2 separate regions of the Drosophila melanogaster genome follow, and region 2 is linked to region 1. The links are chromatin contacts, called in public HiChIP or PLAC-seq maps. All regions are on one chromosome and are shown on one strand. The core of a region is the stretch at or near the end of the contact, and the rest is flanking DNA. Distances in the headings are between cores, read along the strand shown. Region 1 holds the start of wac (wee Augmin). Region 2 holds the start of CG32344.

Region 1 (3,907 bases), core at 675-3,174:
GGTAGTTCCATATTTTTTGGGTCAACCATTGTCCAAAGTAGCAGGTTTAAAATACGCGAGAAACAAGAGCACTGAGTAGCTGGGGGCGCCAGAACCACGCTTCAAAAGTATTCGAGTTGCGACACACTCATACCAAAACCATTGTGATTTTTTCCTGGCAGTATTAACACTCGTTTCCATTTTTAGACACTTCCGACCAACCGTTTGGCAGCCCTGCCACCAGCCTTCAGCAGCGAAAAGCCCTACGCTACGGAGTATGCTTTGGCCTTAGTCGCCCTGCCAACTGACAACGAAGATAAGGAAGAAGCCTTGCGTGCCTTTTCCGAAGACGTTTTGAACCATAAGGTTCAACTCAATGTCGAGCTAAAGGTGACTGGGTCGCCGAACTTGGCCACTCTTCGCGATCCAACTACTAAAGTCGATTTTGGAAAGCAGCTTGTAGCCGAGGGCCTTGTTCTGGCCGAACAGCGTGGAGAGCGGAAGCTCAAGGAACTAGTGGACCAGTACAAAGCCGCGCAGGAAGCAGCTCGGGTCGCGCATCTGGCCATCTGGAAGTACGGTGACATAACGCAAGATGATGCGCCCGAGTTCCGCTAAAAGATGCCCGGAAACGTGGAGTAGGCCTGTGGCGTGGAGCGCGTTGCTAGCCGAAAAGATTGTCTGCCACATACCCGCCCTTTATATACATAACAACAAGCAAGAACTTAAAGAATATGAAATTACTAATTCTATCTATACACCAATATATATGATACATATACCACATTGGAAATACACAAATACATACATATGAGCAATGGCATGGAAGAACACGGTACACTTTTTGTATGCTTTAAGCAGCTGGCAAATTATTATTTGGTCTTCTAGTTTTCCTATCATGATACTTTAAATAAATATTTGACACAACCTAGCAACAATTGGAACGTTTTTAAAATGCGTACAATAACCAAAATAAGTGCACCCTCTGATTGTGTAGTGTTCCAAGTTGTAAACCTCAACATTCATCTTTAAAATTTGCAGATTTTATGTTTTTGTAAAGTGTTTTGCATTACTGAGTAAATACAATTAAATAATTTTTTAAAAACGAAAGCAATTCACTTCTTTAGCGCTGCTCCAGCGAATCTACCTTCTCGATGACACTTTCAATGCTAAAATCCTTTGGGATCTTAAGGGTTTTTTGCCGGTCCAGTAAGGCCTGTTTTGTTGCAAGCTGTTGGGCGTTTCGCTGCATTACGACGATATCCGGGATGAGCCGCTCTTCCGCAGCAGCATTAAATCTGCAGAAGAATGGTTTTGGTCAGGGATTCAACTATTAAAGGGATTTGTTCACCAATACCTCTCCAACATAACTACGTCCCTAGTCGCCTCCTCGATGGACGAGAGGATGCGCTGCAGCTCTACGCGTTGCTGCACTGTGGTCTGCCGGTTTTCTATGCATTCCCTCTTCTTGGCACAATAGAAGTCGCGCAAGTAGTTCAGATTGATGTCGTGAATGTGCAAAAGTGAATAATATTGGGCGCATTTGTCAAGGAGCGCCAGGTCATCGTCCGAGAAATCGCCCAACTCGACGCTAGCCAGCTTTAACTGGTCATCGAAGTGCTGGCCTAGACGCATCAATGAATTGACTTCCTCTTGGATCTTCAAGTTCTCTGCATCATAAGAATAATTAGTTGTATGCCTAGCGTTTTTTTTAAATAAACTCACGCATTTTTACTGGAGATGACAAGCTATCGATGGTTCCGAAAAAGATACTACCGCTTTGCTCAAAACGCAGGCGTATAGGCAGCCGGCTTAGAAACAATTTAGACTAAGTTGGCAGGACTTTGCTTTTCTTCGCCACTAATCGTATCCAGGTTTCGCATGTCTTTGTCTTCGTAATCCGAATGTGATAATAGGCGCCTTAGGTGCAGATATCGATAGTCTCTACAGTATTTCAGGGCTACCTAGCAAAATGCCACCAATTGCTTTTGTTGAATCGAATTTTAAGAGACAAGCGATTAAAGTAATAAATAATAGAGCTTTTTAATTGTAATGGTTCTATGCCTAATATCATTAAAAATAACACTTAAATTCGTGGTTCGATTACTTGGGCAGTGTGACCGCATCTCGAAAATTGAAAAAGGCCGTTGTCCCAAGAGTATGAAGAAATAGTTATCAATTTTTCGCTAGTTCATAAAATCGATTTGTACTGCTATTTTTCTTTGTTTACTTTCATTGTGCAAATTCGTAAAAGACATTCGTAATATCGTGTTTTCTAACTAACCCAAAGTACTGGTGCTGCGCAAGTACGGATGTATTTATTTGCGTCGGCAAAATGTGAAATAGAATAAATGGCAAATCGATCGATTTTTGACAACGAAGTGGGAAAGTAGCGGTGTCTGGGTGTGTTTGTGTACTGCGACCAGCCAAAGTTTAGACGAATCCTCCAAGGAAGAGGATAGAACAAAACCCTAAAGCCACACTTTTCATCTGCCATGGAGCACACTGCCTCGCTGCCTGGCTACGTCCGCGAGAAGCTCGCCGAACTGGACTTAGAGCTGTCGGAAGGTATACCTATTTGAATAATACACACAAAAATAAAATATTGTTGTTAAAGTGCGGCGACTGAGTTGTAGAAAATCGCGTGAAAACTGTGGCAGACGTAGTCTGGTCTGATTCAAATCATTGGATACTTGTCGCCCCCAAATGGGATTACAAGTGCTGTTCTCGGCTTTTCTTTCGCTGAAAGCTGCCCACATATAGTCGGGGACCGACCAATTAAAAGAAAAGTGTGTGTGTTGTGTTGTGTGGCTTTCAGCATGAATACATGATTCAGTCGCTACTCCACGCTTTTCAAAAAACGACGAGGCCCAGCGGACATATTAATCGTTAAGAAAACAATTCCATCTGCTTTTCTAGGTGACATTACGCAGAAAGGCTACGAAAAGAAAAGGGCGAAGCTGTTGCAGCCGTTCCTAAAGAAGCCAGAAGGTATGTTCGAAAACATTGATATTTGGTCGTTTGGTCGTCACCAGAAAGTTCTTGATCCTTTTGTTGTGAACAGGCGATAAAGTGAAAAGTACGCCGCCACCGCCATACTACAACGTTAAAAATGCCAACAACAGCACCAACCACGGAAACATCAATAACGACGGCGTCATTGTGTCCAGCGAGGGCTACAGTTATGTGACTGAAGTGCCCTCCCTGTCCTCCTCGCAGCAAAGACATTCCAAAAAAATTGACTTCCATCAGCAAGCCGCCATGAGCTTGTCATCGGCACCACAGAGCGGAAATGCTGGGGCTCCTGGCTACGAAAATATGCGACCGCAGGGTGGAGCAGTCGGCGATCCCGGGTATCAGAACACTCGCGAACCAAGTGCTTTTCAGAACCAACAGTCAACTAATAATAGTCAGCATCGTCAACGACGCACACAGCGCAAAGTAACGCACAATGAGAAACGTTATCATTCTGGTTAGTAGAACAAGTTACAGCAACAACATTTTATCTCTGATCATCTGACCCCTAGAAGTACGACAAGAGGCTGTGCAACAGGCCCTTGCAGCTCTTAAGGGACGGCCAAAACCCAGCCTTCCAATGCCATCGAAGCGCACATCTGTATTAAACCGAAGCCCTGGGTGCAATGATGAGCTGGACTCATCGACGGATGACGAATCCATACCCGAGGAGACAATTTCCCCCGACAAGGAGTACAATTATCCACGGGATCATATAAGCAATAGCATACTGCCACCAGAACCGATAATTAAACCTCCAATTCGTGAATCATCGATGGGTTCACAGCAGCATGCGAGGACAGACGTGAAACAGAACCAAATTACAAATCAAAAGTATACGGCGCCGAATAGCGCTCCAGAAAGGCGACCACCGCAAAACTTACCCCCACTTGTGAGTAATATAATAATAATA
Region 2 (3,907 bases), core at 559-3,058, 67 kb before region 1:
GAAGCTGTCAGCTCAATAATGGACGAACCGGAAGTAATTAAAACCGTGGACGACAAAGAAATGTCGGTTGAAGAACGAATGGATGTCCTAGAAAACATGCGAGGCCGTAAGTTACTAGATTCGGAGATATTAAACGAATATTTAACGAAAAACCTATTTTCCCTGCCAGATGCAAACGTCCTGCGGAACACTGCGCTTTACATACTAAAGACGCACGAAATCGCAGACATGGTGCAGGACAACGATGACGAGGACTCGAAAGAAATGCTGAACACTGCGTTGCAGAATGGACGCCAACTTGTCCTCTCTGAAGGAGGACGCATGCTGCTGCACGAAACAAAATCGGGCATCAGCGGCAAGCAATCCACGAACGGAAACGCCCGGCCTTCGGTCGCAGCGCTCCGCACAAATGTTAATAATTCTCATCCCAAGATTCGGATGAATGTCCTGAAGCAGAAGGATCTTCCGTCACCGGCGGGAGTTGCCAAGAACAAGGTATGCATTTCATTGTTTTGTTTCGCTAATTCGTATAATAATTAATATTTGAGGGCAGAATATACGCATTATCTCGTTGACTGATTTTAAGAAACTCTACGGATCGGACAGCACGGCAAAGTCCCTTCAGAAAATACCCGCCTCATTGGCAAGGTACGTTAATTTCACATATTTGGGAGATATATATAAGATCTTGCCTTATCGACAGCTCTGGAATGGTGCGGCATCTTCCCGATGGCACAAAGCTAGTCAACATGCGCCAGTTGCAGGCTCGACAGGTGAATATTAAATAGTTTCTGAGCTCACCTCCTTACTTTACTTGAACCCCGCTTAATTAGTTAAAGCTCCCCTCCCTGCAAAGGCCGCAGGATCTCACTGCGCTAGAAGAATCACACAGCCAGAACGAAGCCGCGGTCCCATCCCCACTGCCTTCAGGCCATCCCGCGTCGGGCAGTTCGCTTAGGGGACAAGTGGGCACCGTCCAGACGATACAGCTGCGACCTTCACTCTCGGCAGGATCCGGCCAAGGCGCAGTAAACAACGGGGCGGCACCTGGCAAGACAATCGTCAATGCGACGAAGCAGTCGCCGAAATCTCCGAACGTGATGCCGCTGCTAACTTCTTCTGAGATCTGTCGCCAGCTTCACGAGTTGCGGCGTCAAAACGAAGACCTGCGGCGGCGGGCCGACTCCTTTCAGCGGGAAAAGGAGGAAATGCTGAGGCGCATTGACCGCCTGGAGCAGATGGTGCTGGTTCAAGAGTCGGAGGCGGACTTGGATTTTGGAGAGGACGTTTAGTTAATGCAAAGATAAGTTTAGCGTAAGTTCGATAAGGTATATTTAGGATATTCAGCCGATAAGTGCATTTGTAAAGCACCCAGTTTAATGACGATTTCATACCATTTCTTATCGAAACCTTAATAACTTGAATGCTATGAGAGCTTTAAACCAATTCGGATGTCGATAGAAATATATCGTTTAAAAAATTCATTTTCAATCCATAATCTGCACAAGATGTAGCATTTATTTAATACATTTACATAGCTATTAAATCGCACCAGTCTTTTATATCTGTTATTTTCCCGTTTGGTCGAGGTCTTATGAGGTTTTTTCCCTTTGGGCATATGTAAGCTATCCTCTAATTTTAATCGGCAGTGTATATATGGTCGATTTAAAAGATGGTCTACTCAAAATAGTAAATATTAAAATAATAAAACGCGAGTTAATCAAATGAAAATCTAAGCGCCAATTACAATGCGGTATATTGTAGCGTTAGTCAATTTTTAAGAAATCAGTGTTGGATAATTTATGGAGTTATCGATAGTGTGGAATAGTCATCGATTTTGCACGTGTTGTTTTTATTCAAAACAAAAAAAATATGGTAAGAGGATTGTCTCTTGTTGCTTAGCTTTCAATACATACTTTGCATTGGCAGCGTAAGAAGCAGGCGGATGAAATACCAGGCTTTCCATCACTGGACAACGATGCCGGCACCAGCGACCGGGGCGCCGACATTCTCAAGTCCAAGTCCAAGAAGAACAAGAGTGGTGGATTCCAGTCGATGGGCCTGGGCTTCGAGCTGATAAAGGGCATCACCAAGCGGGGTTACAAGGTTCCCACCCCCATACAGCGGAAAACGATTCCGCTGATCCTGGAGGGACGCGATGTGGTGGCAATGGCCAAGACGGGCTCTGGCAAGACGGCCTGCTTTCTGATTCCGCTCTTTGAAAAGCTACAGAGGCGCGAGCCCACAAAGGGGGCCCGTGCCCTGATCCTGTCTCCGACGCGCGAACTGGCTGTGCAGACGTATAAGTTCATAAAGGAGCTGGGCCGCTTTATGGAACTGAAGAGCATTCTGGTGCTAGGTGGCGACTCCATGGACTCACAGTTCTCGGCCATACATACCTGTCCGGACGTAATTGTTGCAACGCCAGGTCGTTTTCTTCATTTGTGCGTAGAAATGGACTTGAAGCTAAATTCCATAGGTGAGTTGATAGTTGCGGACCATAAAAGCAGGAATTAATTTATTTGCTCTCTAGAGTACGTGGTGTTTGATGAAGCCGATCGACTCTTCGAGATGGGCTTCGGCGAGCAACTGAACGAAACGTTGCACAGATTGCCATCGTCCCGGCAGACGGTCATGTTTTCAGCCACGCTGCCAAAACTGCTAGTAGAGTTCGCCCGTGCCGGACTGAACGACCCAGTGCTCATTCGTTTAGACGTCGAATCCAAGCTCCCGGATGCGCTGGCTCTAAAGTTTCTGTACTGTCGACCAGACGACCGCTACACAGCACTTGTGGTTCTTCTTAAGTACGTTATTCCGGTGCAGTCGCAAACCGTGGTGTTCGCCGGTACTCAGCACCATGTCGAACTCATTTCGTACATACTTACTGAGGCTGGAATCTCCAACGCCTCAGTCTACTCCAGCCTGGATCCAGCTGCACGCAAAATAAACACCGCCAAATTTGTGAACAAAAAGGTGTCCGTGCTAATAGTCACGGACGTGGCCGCGCGTGGTATTGACATTCCCAGTCTAGACTTTGTGGTGAACCTGCACTTCCCGGGTAAACCGAAACTGTTTGTCCACCGGGTAGGTCGTTGCGCTCGCGCTGGTCGCACAGGAACCGCATACTCTATTGTATCCACAGACGACACAGCACATCTACTGGATCTGCACTTGTTCTTGAACAGACCCTTTAATATACACGACAGCTCGGCATTGGGAACCATTCCGCAAGATTTGCTCGAGGAAGAGCACCTCACAGTGACCGATATAAAGAAAAGTCACCATATTGTAAGTTTCAAATGGAGTGTACTGCATTTTATGGTTTCTAATGATACGTAATTGTACATGTATTTCTGCAGGCCGGAGTATTGCGCACCAGCGAAAACGCCTACAAAAAATACTTGAGTTCCCGACCAGTAGCCTCCACGGATGCCAACGCGCGTGTAAAGAAAATTAAATTCTTTGCTCTCAAGCCATTGGAGGATTTCTTCACAGCTGCCCCTGTGCTCGCCCAGGCGGCTGAAGCTAGTGGACAATCAACAGAGTCGCAGGCAAAGGTGAGCGCCGCAGAGCGCAAGTTGCAGGAGGAAAAGCACGATATACTGGTGAAGATGCGTAGTTTCCGTCCTGGTGGTGTGAGTTTCTCAACAGTTTTACGATAAATGCTCGCTCACGTATTAGTAATTGTGCCCTTTTCAGACCGTTTTTGAACTCAACACCACTCAAAAGTCCACGCAGTTTATCGTTATGAAGGAAAAACGAATGCAGCATGCGGAAGTAATCAACAAGTTTAGGCAGCAGCGCGCAGAAGAGGACATAGACGAGGAAAAGAAAACGATCGAGGCGCTCAACCCAAGCTCAGGCAGAATGCCCACCGCCGACGAGGAAGCTATTAGTAGTACTTTCA

What was found. HiChIP or PLAC-seq counts read pairs in DNA pulled down with a chosen protein or histone mark.
Region 2: an H3K27ac HiChIP or PLAC-seq map of the Kc167 cell line shows a contact between it and region 1, with 2.1 times the contacts expected there. The contact joins the promoter of CG32344 here to the promoter of wac in region 1. A contact is called at or near these places in 6 of 107 Hi-C or Micro-C datasets (the D17-c3 cell line, the Kc167 cell line, the S2 cell line and 2 more) and 1 of 6 datasets of contacts at active chromatin or transcription factors (the Kc167 cell line).

The regions. Positions count from the first base shown.
Region 1 is chr3L:256,193-260,099 of dm6, reverse strand. wac (wee Augmin) reads right to left here and starts at 1,924. Exons shown (of 3, transcript NM_001274265.1): 1 at 1,705-1,924; 2 at 1,337-1,649; 3 at 1,003-1,277. The coding sequence starts at 1,708. The coding sequence ends at 1,103. DIP2 (DISCO Interacting Protein 2) reads left to right here and starts at 2,146. Exons shown (of 16, transcript NM_138175.4): 1 at 2,146-2,547; 2 at 2,899-2,970; 3 at 3,044-3,451; 4 at 3,507-3,886. The coding sequence starts at 2,475. It overlaps Tudor-SN (Tudor staphylococcal nuclease), which reads left to right. Exons shown (of 4, transcript NM_001274266.1): 4 at 187-1,057. The coding sequence ends at 597. snoRNA:Tudor-SN-a (a small nucleolar RNA gene) reads left to right here; the gene lies at 1-130.
Region 2 is chr3L:322,621-326,527 of dm6, reverse strand. CG32344 reads left to right here and starts at 1,808. Exons shown (of 6, transcript NM_138184.5): 1 at 1,808-1,875; 2 at 1,930-2,479; 3 at 2,534-3,288; 4 at 3,360-3,635; 5 at 3,700-3,907. The coding sequence starts at 1,873. Atac3 (Ada2a-containing complex component 3) reads left to right here. Exons shown (of 9, transcript NM_167828.4): 5 at 1-106; 6 at 170-495; 7 at 554-648; 8 at 704-773; 9 at 834-1,543. The coding sequence ends at 1,292.